Linked DNA regions of Ovis aries: region 2 is linked to region 1. A link is a contact called in public Hi-C data. All regions are on one chromosome and are shown on one strand. Each heading gives the region's core, a stretch centred on a gene start, on an enhancer-like site or on the middle of the called end of the contact. The rest is flanking DNA. Distances are from core to core; before and after follow the strand shown.

Region 1 (7,383 bases), core at 907-3,406:
TGTACATCTGCATCTCTATTCCTGCCCTGCAAATAGATTTAATTCCTACCACGGTCTAAATCTGTGAAAATTCCAATGTGCTGTCACCCGGGGAGAGAGAATAGTTACCCTCTCGTGTGTGGCACAGACACCCTGATATACCCTCAAGTCCTAGGAACAGGACAGTTCCTTTTGGGCTGGGGAAGAGAGGAGACAGACTAGGCCATGAGCCGAGGGCTTGTGGAAGCTAAGCAGAAACCCCGAGGAGTCAGGAGCAGGAGGGTGGCTGGTATGGATGGTGCAGAGGCAAAGGCATGTGGGGCTTGGGGACTGGTATTTGGAGCATGTTGCTGGTGCACAATAAAGGAAAGTGAAGTGAAGTTGCTCAGTCGTGTCCGACTCTTTGCGACCCCATGAACTGTAGCCTATCAGGCTCCTCCATCCATGGGATTTTCCAGGCAAGAGTGCTGGAGTGGATTGCCATTTCCTTCTCCAGGGGATCTTCCCGACTCAGGAATCGACCCCGGGTCTCCTGCATTGCAGGCACAATAGGTGCTCAATAAATACTTGCCATTGAAAGACGGGGCCTAGAAAGAGGCACCTTGGGCACTGGCAGGTGTGGGCTGTCGTTAGTGTGCCCTCCGCTGGCCTGGCTCAGCAGAAGTCAGGGAGCCAGTAAGGGAGGTCCCTGGAGGTGTTGCCGGCTCATTCTTAAGGCCCAGGGATGCCTCTGTCCCTACTGCCCCTTCTCACCATGGCAGGACCCTAATTCAGATGCTTCTAGAAATCGAGGCTTCCCTGGGGGTCATCTTCAGTGACAAGGCAAGGCAGTCACATGGAACCTCTGTGCACGTCCACTCTGGCGAGAGGAAGGCTGGCGGCCTCAGGCTTCTAAATTTGATCCTTTCTGCTAGGCTGTTTTAATCTGCAGAACTGAGTGGTCATGAGGCGTAAATGAAATAATAAAAATCAAGCCCTGGCTTAGGGCGCAGTCTCTATAGACCCACCAAGGAGGGGGCTGACTGCTGCTATTACTGCCCTCAAAAGTGATGCAACGGACTACCCTGGTGGTCCAGTGGCTGCGACTCTGCTTCCAGTGCAGGGGGCATGGGTTCCATCCCTGGTTGGGGAACTAGGGTTCCCACAGGCTCTGTGGCACAGCTTAGAAAGAAAGAAAAAAACAACAAAAAAATTTTTTTAAAGATGCAAGATGCTGCCCTCTACTGTGCATCAGCAGAACTTTAAGTTTTTAGTTAGAATTGAAATTAATTAATGAATTTAGTATTATTTCCCCTGTTGGCCCTAAGATTTTTTTTTTTCAGGATATCTGTTTTCTGTTCTTGATCTGAGGTGTCTAATGGAAGTCAAGCACGTCCAGCTGACGCGCTAGCCTCCGGCACAGAGAGCAGAGCCTCTCTCTCCTGGTCCCATAGCCCCTTTTCCTGTGGGGTGGTAGGTGAGTCCCTGGGCCTCCGGATGCGCAGTGTTTCTCATCTGTAAACTGATGAAAAGGGCTACCCAACCCTTTTCAGTCTACAGCGAGTCCGAGGAGCACAGTTTCACCCTTTCATTCATTAGTCCGACCAATCCGTGGTGGAGCCTGCTGAGTACCAGCCCTGGATCCCTCGTGAGGAAGGAGGTTGGGGGTGGGGGACTGCCATCCGGGAACCAGGGACCCAGGAGGAAATAGACCGACACGCAAAATGAACAAGCCATAGAACCATTTTTCAAGGGACTCCTTCCTCCATTCTTGGCTTCCAGCCTTTTTCCTTTCCTAATACTAACATTCTTTTCTGAAACACGAATCTGGACATCACTGCCTTGCTCAGAAACCGGCTCCTTGTTCAATATAATAAAGTCCAGTTTCTCTGTTCCGGACGTTTCTCTCTTCCGGCCGCTCCATCAAGCTGCTTCCGGTGTTTTGAACTCATAGCAGGTGGCCTTGGCTGGGCATCAGGCGCACTGCCAAGTAAGTGCTTTATCTGTTCATCTTTGCCACAGCCCAAGAGCTCCTGTCACTACCCTCTGCTTATCGATGGGGAAACCAAGGCAGGGAGGAGCCAAGGAACTGGCCTGAGGCTGCACAGCTTGTAAAGAGCAGGTCCCTGGAGCTCAGACCCAGGTCCCACTTATGGCAGAGCCAGTGTCCTTGGCTTCTGTGCCACACTGCCACCTAGCTTCCGGCTTCTGCACCTCTGCTCACATCGGGTGTGTGGGCCGTCTAGTGAAATCTCATCAATTACTCATGAGGCAGCTCAGAGGTCCTGAGCACCACCAGACTGCCCCTCACATCCATGGCCCTGCTCTGGCCACCCCCAGCCCTGGAAGGGCCCCTGCTTGGGTCAAGCCTTATCACGTGTGGCGGAGTTCATACTCATTTGCCTCCCTGGACATGTGACCAGGATCTCATCCACACCTGTAGCAGCCTGAACGAAACACAGGTTTGCTGAATGGCAGGAAATGAATAGCTCAGGAGAGAGTGCCCTGCATGCTGGAAAACCTCAGAGAATCAGAAGTCAGCAGATGCTTTTAAAATGCCTTTATAAAATGCAAACAGATATAGGAGATGAAATGTTCGCTTGTGCCTGAGCATTTCTTGGTCTTGATTTTAGTATTACAATTCAGGATGGCTTCTGCCATTTTAACCAGGGTTCACTATCTGGGGAAGTGCTTGTGTTACTTACTGAGAAAGAGACTTGAAACTATCCTGACACAGACTTTGCACAAAGGCAACCTTGAGGGAATTCCCTGGTGGTCCACTGGCTGGGACTCTGTGTTGCCAATGCAGGGGACCTGGGTTCAATCCCTGGTCAGGGAACTAGGTCCCACATGCCGCAACTAAGACCCGGTGCAGCAAAATTGTTTGTTTGTTTGTTTTAAAGGCAACCTTGACCCTACTGACAGAGCTCCAAGTAGCTTCATTGAAGTGACTTGGACTGGGAGAAAAGTTTTTTCTTCATCCTTTACCTCACCAGGAAATGGGTAGGACCCTGGTCTCGGATTCATGCACTTGGTTCTGTCTGGGGCTCTGCCCCTCACTGACTGTTCCTTATTAAACTTCTCAGTGGAACAAGGAGTTCCCCGAATGATTTCTGGGATTCCTTCAAATCCTAGGGTTCTTAGATTCAGACCTTGGCTCTGCAGCCTCATTGCTTAGAGTCATTTAATTGATTTTAGAAAGCGGTTTCCTTGGCTATAAATTGGAGCTGGCCTAAATTATCAGAAGTCTGTGGGCATTGTGGAGAAATATGAATGTAAATTGCCCTTGTAATTAAAAATCTAACAAAGAGGGACTTCCTGGTGGTCCAGTGGCTAAGACTTCACACTCCCGATGCCAGGTGGGCCCGAGTTTGATTCCTGGTCAGGGAACTGGCTCCCACATCCTGAAACTAAGGGTTCACACTCCACAACTAAAGATCCCCGCATGCCACAACTGAGACCAGTGCAGAAAAATAAATAGTTATTTTTTTAAAAATCTAATTAATGGAAAGTACTAAAGAGTGCAGTGTGTTGTCAAAAGTAAGTTCCAAAGGATGGCTCCCTATGGCAGCAGCCAATTTTCTCTTTTTAGAGGATTAGTTAGATAGGTGAAATCTGGAGTCTTTTTTTGAGGGGGGGGAGTGCTGTGTGACAAAATGTGATTTATATAGTCTTTGACAATAGAAACTACATCCCTTGTTCTCTAAATAGATTGTCTTCCTCTTTCTCTGGTCTTCACTTTCTCTCATTTCATCATATTTATCTGATCTTCCTGAATAATAGTTCTAGACTCAAAAACGAGTAACCTTAATGCCTTTTGTGACTGCAAATGAAAATTGCTTTATATGAAATAATTTGGAATCAGGGAGAAATTATAACATTAAAAAAACAACATTTTCTTAAATAATGTTATGCGCTTGGCTATTGTAAATAGGGCTGCTATAAACACTGGGGGGGCATGTATCTTTTTGAATGAACCTGGTCATGGGAGCATGAGTGTTTGCTTTATAATTATTTACAACACAGACATTCTGTACATACTCTTCTTAGTATGAAATATTCCACAGTCCCTTTTTTTTCAATGACAACATTTCGGTTAAACCTAACGATTGGTTCTGTAAGAAAAACCTTGGTCCCCTAGGAAGTGGACACCAGCATATCTGGGAAGAAGAAAGAAGCCAGGAGCTTTCACAATATGATGGTCTTGAAGAAAGGTTCTCTAGTTTCACCTCTGAGCAGGCCTCTCTCCCTCTGCCCTGCAGTACTATCTTGCCTATTAACCAGCTCTCCCTGTGGGTTCTAGCAACTGCCAATACGCAGTGGAGTGAATACAATTTGTTCTGAGGAACAAAGGTAAGATAATTAGGGTGCATTCACATTGCAGCAAAAGGAATTAGATTAGATTTGCTTCACCTGTTACTTGTTTAAATCAATAGCACTGGCAACCATTGTAATAAATCTGTAGGATGTATATTGGCCTTACCACATCTGTCCATGCAAACCCCAGACCCCCTTATCTTCATCTCCTTTTACTGGCCGCTTATTGGGAGGCTGCTCGAGTACAAGCATCTGTTGATAGGAGATTTTATTTGGAATTCACTTAAAAGCCCAGATCCCTATAAAAATGGAACAAACGGAGGTTATAAGGGGAGGAGAGCCCGTGCATAATAAATTACCCTTCACTTTCACTTTGTAATTTCTTTTGGCCCTAATCTCCATTTTTATGTCTGCGTTAAACATGACAGAGATTTGTCTGTCCGTGAGGGCTCTGGGGGCACTGGAGTGTGAGGCCCTTGAAAACCGGACTCTCCGCTGTTCTCAGAGGAAGAAGTACTTTGGGATGCTCCTACTAGAAATTTCGAAGTGGGACCTTCAGTGTATCATTTGGGGAGGTAAAGTCCATGCAACAGCGTCTTATTTCCATCAGCTTCTTCTATAAGGGGTTTTACTGTTATTTTAATAGGATGGATATGTCTCTTCGAAAAGAGCACCATGTAAGGGAATGAATAAATAACTAGTAAGTAAGATTTAAATTCATTCTAATAACAGACTGTCTTAGTTATTTCCCTCCAGACATTGGACATACCCCATGTTATTCTGCAGCACCAGTGCCTAGTGTGGTAGGAGCCACTGGTGGGGACGGAGCCACTGGTGGGGACTGAGCCACTGGTGGGGACTCACTGAATCACACTGAATGAATGAATGGATGTCCAGCATCCACGCTTTCATTAGTGCTCTTTCCTGACCATACTTTCAGGATCCCTGGATCTGGAGGCTTTTCCCCCAGCTTGTTATTCTGTTAATTTTGAGTGGAAAAACAGTAACAGGTTTCCATTGCACCCAGCACTAAGGTCATCAGTAACCTGAGGCTGTGTTTGTGGTATTAGGATCTTAAAGATCAAGATTCTGTTTGTATCTGGAATAAAAAATTGAGTTGTGCTAATTCATGTGGAATAGCACATCACATCTTTTCCCATAAAATGAGATTATTAAATGAATTGTAAATATAATGGATGAGTTTAGATGGCCTCTCAAGGGAATTAAAAGAGATATCCTCTACTTCAGGCTCCAAAGCTTTGGATCTCTTCCTTCAGTTCAGTTCAGTTCAGTCGCTCAGTCGTGTCCGACTCTGCGACCCCATGGAATGCAGCATGCCAGGCCTCCCTGTCAGATCCCTTGGTGGTTGTCAAAACCAATTTCTGGGCCCTGAAAATAAAGGAAAAAAAGCACCTGTCCATAGGGGTCACTCATCATGCCTCCCAAACATAAATTTCTGTGAAATAGAACCATAAGAGTGGGAATTTAAGGCAATGTGTAGTTAGTGAGAAATATTTTTCTTTTTGCTAGGCTGTGTATGAAATTGAATGGTTATGAAAGCAGTCTGCCTTCACTGCAGGCACACAGATTTGGAGGTCAAGCACAGATGCCCTCCACAGAAGCACAGGGCCAGGGCCTGCTGAGGGTTGTAGTGCCCGAGAACCTCCTTGGCCTCTCAAACATCAAAGTGCCCAGGAATCAATACCTGTGCTCTGCCAGTATGTCTACTGAACCAGAGCCAATATCATCAGTGAGTAACTTCCTAGGAAATGTCTCTTTTTCCTTTCTTCTTTCCTCTCTCCTCCATCCCTCCCTCTTTCTTTGTTCTTGTTTTGATTTATAACAAGAGCACCGTGGCTGAATTTTTTACAAGCATTTGACAAAAACCCCACCACAGCCTAGAACATCAACATTCATCTTCTGGATGACGTGTGCCAGTCAGCCGTTTCCCTGTTGACCAAAAAAGAGGCTTCCAGCTCCCTGGAGGGGCAGGAACACACAGAGACAATAAGACCATAAAAGTGCATTCCAAGCTGGAGTGAAGGGCCATGAGGTGTCGAGGCAGGGGGAGTTCGTGGTTTCCCAGGTAAGCAGATCTAGAGTCAAATCCTGTTTCATTTATGCATTCACTCAGAAAGTATTTGAATATATGAATATCTGTCCTATTGGTCAGATTCTGTTCCAGGCATCCATGGTATATCAGTAGACAGAGAAATTCCCTATTTTCATTGAACTTGCAAGCTCATAGAGCATGTGAAAGACAATGCAACCAAATTACCATGTTTTGTTGATCTGGGGGAAGTACAGAGTTTCCCCATTAGCTGCTCTGAATTTGGGGGCCTTTCTGTAATCACAGGGCATCTTACAACTGCTGTCGGCCAGGCAGCTGCCATTAAGTATGTCATCAACTGCGACTGTGCTGAGCAAGCTGTGAAATAGGAGCGGGGCAGGTGCACAGCCGTTATCGCGAGAGTATTGGCACGAGACCCGGAAAGCGACCGTTAGAGATCCCGCTGTGCCAATGGTCAGCCTGGCAGTGGCGGTCCTCACGGCAGAAAGTGTGGTGAGAGGTGGATTACAGCCTTCTCCCCGGGGGCCTCCAGGTGCTCTGCCCTCAGGCCAGCAGGTGAACTGGGGGGCCGTGGGGACAGGCCAGGGGCTGTGTCTCACACGGCTGCCCGTTGGTCGGGTCCAAGCCTGGAAGTGACCGTGAACCTCTTCCCGGTCCTCGCCTGTGAGACTTGATGGCGACGTTAGTCGTCTCCACGGTTCACCGTCCACAGAAGCCCCAGCAACGGAAGGATACACACACCATTCAGGTAATGCCTTCAACCAGCTTCAGTCTCTCCTTTCAAGTTTCAGAAATCAGTCTGGCTTAGATGAGTTGTCTCACTCTGGGAGGTCAGGGTTAGATTGCAGGGACATTGCGTGTCATTACTTCGGGTCCACCTCTGTGGTCCGGGCTGTTCTAAGAAGAGCAATCATTGTGAATTTGGAATTAACCCAATTGGTATTAGCTACAACATGTATTCCTATTGATCCTCTACAAAGGATTCTCTCCAGTTAAATGAAAAGCCTGGGGGCGGCGGGGTCCTGGGTGCCTGGCTC
Region 2 (6,587 bases), core at 516-3,015, 270 kb before region 1:
TACATATGTCAAGGAAAAGTTCAAAATATCAAGGGAGGGGCTTCTCTGGCGGTCCAATGGTTAAAACTCTGCCCTTTCAATGCAGGGGGCATGGGTTGAATCCCTGATCAGGAAACTAAGATCCCACATGCCATGTGGTATGGCCAATTAAAAAAAAAAATTCAAGGGAGCAGCTATTCATGGTGAATTAGCTCTTGGTAACCTATTAAGCCCTGGAGAAGGAAATGGCAACCCACTCCAGTACTCTTGCCCAGAAAATTCTATGGATGGAGGAACCTGGTGGGCTACAGTCCATGGGGTCACAAAGAGTCAGACACGACTGAACGACTTTACGAACCTATCAAGACCAAAGGTGCATCTACTCAAAGGTAATGTAAGGACCCTGAACTTTTAAATGGGGCTCTAACATTCTTCCTAAGTCTATCACTCTGCCAGGTTTAACTTTTAGGAAATAGGTTAATCACATTAAATCAGATTTTGGCTGATGAAATAGACTTATCAAGAGTGCTGAAAATAAACAGCCAGAAAAGGAAGATGTCCTATTTAAAACGTTATCCTTGGCCTTATAAATTTTACATACATATATCTATTCTCATACAGATAATTTGTATCTGGGCCAGCCTTTGGGGTAGATGGATAGGACTTATAGAAGGCTGGGGAATTCCGCCTTTAGCCCATCCTTTAACCCCTCCAGTTCCACCAGGAGAAGTCCATTTCTTTTGTTTATGTCATTGTTTTCACATTACATACATGGCGTAGTATTTTAAACTACCTAAGTAATTAGTACCCAACTCTGAATCATTAATATTTTAGTCTTATTTTCCAACATAGCTGTGTAATATGCCTGTGCGCCATAGCTGCACATCTGGCTTTAAAAAGGTTTAATGTCTGGAAGATATCAAAGACAACCTGTTTCTCAGCTGGGCAAGGGCAAGCCCTAACTTCCAGGGTGGTGATGATGGACTAGCATCTTTTTCTTAGCTTCCAAGTAATGAAGTAGAAGGAGGAATCACTGAGTCCGTAGGAAAAACAGTCCCCAAAGGGACAAAACTGTACTGATTCTTTTGTTTAGCACATTTCTTTGGAATAATTTCTGCTATGAGCAAGGTATCTTACTGGGCTCCTTGAATAATAGAAAAATTCATCAAATAGTATTGAGAAGGAATGAATACTTCACTAATGTTTCAGCAATGCTGGCCACTAGAGGCCCCTGGGGAGCCATGGACTGGATTTACTTTTGGTATCAACCTTTCCCCTGTAGCTTTAGGGTGCCATAGAGAATTTTCTTTTTAAATTGATATCAAATGATAAGTTCTCCAGAATAACCTGAAGAAACTACCAGCACCTAAAAGAAAGTAATTTTCTCCTTCCACTATTTATCTTGAATAGACCACTAGCTCTAAATTTTTCCCAGCTTCCTTTTGGTGAAAAAGTTGATATTGAACAAGGGCCTTTGAGCTGTGGAGTACTAAAATCTGGGCTATAAAAGGTTCTCTTAAAAGGTATTATTCTGTCATATCAACCATGAAATTAAAAAACAAGGTAAGTGTAGATTTGGAATATGTTTTCAATCAGGAAGGTGTTATTTGGTTTTGAACCTGAGAGGATGTTTCTGCTTTCTCTGTTTTTTTAAAAGAATAGGAATCATTATTAAAAATTGTAAAGATTCTTGAATTTATGGTTACCAGTGGAGGAAGGGTGGCGGAAAAAGATAGTTAGGGAGGTTGTTATTGAGATTTACACACTGCTATATTTAAAATGGATAACCAACAGGGACCCACTGTATAGCACAGGGAACTCTGCTCAACGTCATGTGGCAGCCTGGATGGGAGGGGAATTTGGGGAGAAATGAATACATGTATATGTATGGCAGAGTCCCTCTCCTATGCACCTGACACTATCACAATATTGTTAATTGGCTACACACCAATTAAAATAAAAAGTTTAAATTCAAAATACACACACACACACGAATGGAAGAATTTTCTGCAGCACAGAGTGTAATGACCCTCCAAATAAAAAAGGCTCTATATACAATTTTGATTTATTTCCAGCTTTACTGAGATATAATTAACATATCAAAGTGTGTAAGTTTAAGGTATAAAATATGTTGATTTGATAAACTTATATAGTATAATATGATTACCATGTTAGCTAATATCTCCACCATTATCATGTAATTACCAATTGTGATGGTTAGCAAACAGCTCCATTATATCATCTAATTACCCTTCCTTTTTGTGCTGAGACTATTTAAGCTCTACTCTCTTAGCAACTTTCAAATATACAATACAGCATTATTAACTGTCTTCACCATTTTGTTCTTTCTCAGGACTGCTTTGACTATTCGGGGTCCTTTGTGATTCCATACAAATTTTAGGACTTTTTTTTCCCCTATCTCTGCAAAAGTGCCACTGGCATTTTAGTAGGGATTACATTGGTTTTATAGATAGTTTTGGATAGTATAGACATTTAGTTAAAAAAACACTTCATGTTATTGATTTTGGGCTGTGCTGTGGGTCTTGCTGCTTTATTCGGACTTTTCTCTAGTTGTAGTGTGCAGGCTTCCCATTGCGGTGGCTTTTCTTGTTGCAGAGGGCTTCCCAGGTGGCGCAGTGGTAAAGAATCCAACTGCCAATGAAGGAGACGCAGGAAACCTGGTTCAGTCCCTGGGTGGGGAAGATCTCCTGGAGTAAGAAATGGCAACCCACTCCAGTATTCTTGCCTGGCAAATCCCGTGGACAGAGGAGCTTGGTGGGCTAGCCTATGGGGTCACAAAGAGTCAGACATGATTAAGCACGCCATACTCAAATGCTGAGCGCCTCCTGTTGCAGAACACAGGCTCCAGGCATGTGGACTTCAGTAATCGCAGTGCACAGGCTTGGCAGTTGCACTTGTGCTCTGGAGCAGAGGCTGAATGGTTGTGGCCCATGGGCTCAGCTGTTCTGTGGCCTGTGGAGTCTTCCTGGATTGAAACTGTGTCCCCTGCATTGGCAGGTGGATTCTTATCCACTGAACCACCAGGGAAGTCCAGTATGGACATTCTGAATTCTTCCAAACCATAAATATGGGATCTCTTTCCATTTGTTCGTGTATTCTTCAATTTCTATCATCCAAGTCTTGACATTTTCTGTGTACAGATCTTTGACCGCCTTGATTAAGTTTTTTTCCTAAGTCTAAAATTCAACTTTTAAATTAGGATACACTTATTGGAAAATTTTGATAAGTCACTTGACAGCTCTGTTAGGTTATTAAAAGGCTTTTAAATGCCATGTTCTTTCATGTAGGTGTAAAAAGAAGTGCTTCAGAAGATGTCAAACCAAAAAAGTCCTAGGATGCCACTAATTTTTAAAAAATATTTTAGCTACACCATGCAGCATGTGGGATCTTAGTTCCCTGACCCAGGATCAAATCTATGCCTCTTGCAGTGATTAAGATTTTCCTTTCCAATGCAGAGGGTACAAGTTCAATCCTTGGTTGGGGAGCTAAGTGTGTAGTCTCAACCACTGGACAGCCAGAGAAGTCCCAGAACTAATAGTTGAATAAGTCAACTGAAGTGCTGTAGCTATAAGCAAGCATCCACCTAGTGGCTGGGGAGGTGGGGAGGGACACTTTGTTTTGAAAGAGAAAAACTGCCCCTTTCTGATACAGAAATCATAGTCATGAGTATATTATAGATGAGCTTAATTGTTTTTTTCTATTGTTGGGCTTGGCAATAGAGCAGTAGCTGAGTTCTCTGAAGATAATCTGTAAATAGGGAAACAGTAGTCTTGCTAGAGGAGTTAGATGCTGGTGACAGATACTATTGGCAAGAATGTTAGGAACCAGATTGGCTGGTACAGAAGCACCAGCATTAGAGAAGTTGGTATACCCCAAAGGACTGTAAATCAACTCTGTGTGGCTTGGTGATCTCAGTAGGGGAGGGGAAATCAGGTGAGTTTAAGCTGAGATCCAGAATAGCTAAGGATTGGTGAGAATGCTCCTAATTTCATTCATGTGTTTGTGTTTCTTTAAATTTGTATTTTAAAACTAGCTAAAATTCTTTATATTGTATTTATATTCTTTAAATTTATATTTTAAAATTGTATTTAAATTCTTTAAATTTGTATAAAAACTAATTTGTATTAGTGCTTTGTGATTTATATGCTCACCCGTTTTACCTCAGACATATCTTTCTATAAAAACTGAACCATGGGATTTCCCTGGCAGCCTAGTGATTAAGATTTCACTTTCCAATGCAGAGGGTACAAGTTCAGTCCTTGGTTGGGGAGCTAAGATACCACATGCCTCACAGCCAAAAAAAAAAAAAAACATAAAACAAGCAATATTTTAACAAATTCAATAATGACTTTAAAAATGGTCCACATTTAAAAAAAAAAAAAACTAAAAGAGAAAGTGAACCATACTTTCTAGTAAATTACAATCCATGCTTTCAGTTGGCCACACACAAGGCCATCCCAAGGCACCAGCCTCTTGATTCCTTTATTTTTGCCTTAAAAGTAGCGATTAGGATGTGGTGCTATTTGTTTTAGGAACACTGCATAGGTCCCCATTTTGCAACAAGTATGATTCCATGGACAGGAAAGCTGATAGATCATGAGTTATCCTAAAATAGCTTTATATACGATACATTTTTCTTAGGTATGTCTTGGTTTCCATAGACCTTGGAATTCTTCCCCACTTTGGATCACAGGGTAGACAATACCAAGATAAGTAACACCATTTGCTTTTCTTAGTTTTTTTTTTTTTTTTAATGTATCCCTTTCCTTTTTGTCATGAAGAAAAGAAACTGGACTTGGCATCAGTGGACCTGTCCAAGTTGAGAGTAGCAGAGCTGAAGCAGATACTGCATGGCTGGGGAGAAGAGTGCCGGGCCTGTGCAGAAAAAACCGACTACGTGAATCTCATCAAAGAACTGGCACCCAAGTATGCAGCGACGCACCCCCAAACAGAGCTCTGACTCCTGGAAGCCAGCGCACCATTGGCTGTAATTAGAGACAAAATGCCTCTCTAGGATATGGATGCATTGGTTGAGAGGAACCAGGAATTTCAATATATGTGGTCTCAGACTTTTTGTTTGGGTATGACACTTCAGAATTGGTTACCTGAGTTTATAAGTAGAACTGTTAGTATTAGTGGTTTCTTAAATCTGCAGTGTACCAAAACCTACAAGTGCCTTTCTCATAATTTTCTTATATGCCAATTACCATTGCCTATCTCCTTACACTGGGAAAAGGGAACCACTGAAAAATCAGTGGAGTAAATTGATTCTAAGTAGGAAGAGAGTACTCAGAAGCTTTCTGTATGCTGCTGCTGCTGCTGCTAAGTCGCTTCAGTCGTGTCCAACTCTGTGCGACCCTATAGACCCTAGACAGAGTCGACTAGGCTCCTCTGTCCCTGGGATTCTCCAGGCAAGAACGCTGGAGTGGGTTGCCATTTCCTTCTCCGATGTACGAAAGTGGAAGGTGAAAGTGAAGTCGCTCAGTCGTATCCGACTCTTGGTGACCCCATGGACTATACAGTCCTGAAATTTTCCAGGTCCCCCCCCCCTTTTTTTTAGTATTACACATATAAGCAATATTATATGACATTTATATATTGCTTATATGTGGATTATAAAAAAGGGGGCACAAATGAACTTATCTACAAAACAGAGTCACAGAGGTAGAAAACAGTCTTATGGTTAGTTACTAAGGGTGGGGGGATGAAGAAGGGATAAACTGGGAGATTAGAATTGATACACACTCCTGTATATAAAATAGGTAACTAAGAAGAGCATGCTGTGTAGCACAGGGAACTCTACTCAATTACTCTATAATGGGCTATATGAGAAGAGAATTTTTTAAAAAGCGGATGTATGTATGTGTATAACTAATTGACTTTGCTGTAATACCTGAAACTAACACAACATTGCAAAGCAACCATACTCCAATTAAAAAAAAATATGTTGGATTAGGACAAAAGAAAAGATGTTTAGCTTACCTAATTCCCAACTTCAACTCAAATGATGACCTGGTGAAATCAGAAGTTTTTTAAAAAGTAAACTTTGTATTTAGCTGTAAATTACTTTACCATCTGGGGCTTCCCAGGCGACTCAGTGATAAAGAATCCACCTGCCAATACAGGAGACACAGAAGACACAGGTTTGATCCTCGGGTTGGGAAGATCCCCTGAAGTAGGAGATGGCAAACCACTCTAGTAGTCTTGCCTGGAGAATCCCATGGACAGTATTCTTGCTTGGAGAACCCCATGGACAGAGGAGCCTGGAGGGCTATAGTCCATGGGGTCGCAAAGAGTTGAACATGACACACACACACACATACATCTACACTCACACTGTTAATTGAGCTAAGCTCAAGGTCATTTGCCTTTCTTCCTATCACATATTAGAAAAACTTATTTATTTTGGCTGTGCTGGGTCTTCATTGAGGTGTGCAAGCTCTCTAGTTGTAGCATGCAGGCTTAGTTGCCCAGAGGCATGTGGGATCTTAGTTCCCTGACCAGGGATCAATCCCTTGTCCCCTGCATTCGAACATGGATTCTTAACTACTGGACCACCCGGAAAGTCTCTAGACAAGCTTTTGATA

The links. A called contact is a pair of places that touch in the nucleus more often than the background predicts.
Region 2: a contact with region 1 is called in a Hi-C map of hypothalamus, with 2.4 times the contacts expected there. The contact joins two enhancer-like sites. A contact is called at or near these places in 2 of 16 Hi-C or Micro-C datasets (blood and hypothalamus).

The regions. Positions count from the first base shown.
Region 1 is chr13:28,549,359-28,556,741 of ARS-UI_Ramb_v3.0, reverse strand. No RefSeq gene overlaps it. Among named protein-coding and RNA genes, the nearest start is that of FAM107B, 86 kb to the left of the region's middle. Within about 2 kb of position 2,156, at least 3 of the 54 cell types and tissues checked have an H3K27ac peak or open chromatin away from gene starts, as enhancers often do. A contact at or near this core is called in hypothalamus, where this site is marked.
Region 2 is chr13:28,815,354-28,821,940 of ARS-UI_Ramb_v3.0, reverse strand. CDNF (cerebral dopamine neurotrophic factor) reads left to right here. Exons shown (of 4, transcript XM_004014237.6): 4 at 4,782-6,587. The coding sequence ends at 4,960. Among named protein-coding and RNA genes, the nearest start is that of CDNF, 17 kb to the left of the region's middle. Within about 2 kb of position 1,765, at least 3 of the 54 cell types and tissues checked have an H3K27ac peak or open chromatin away from gene starts, as enhancers often do. A contact at or near this core is called in hypothalamus, where this site is marked.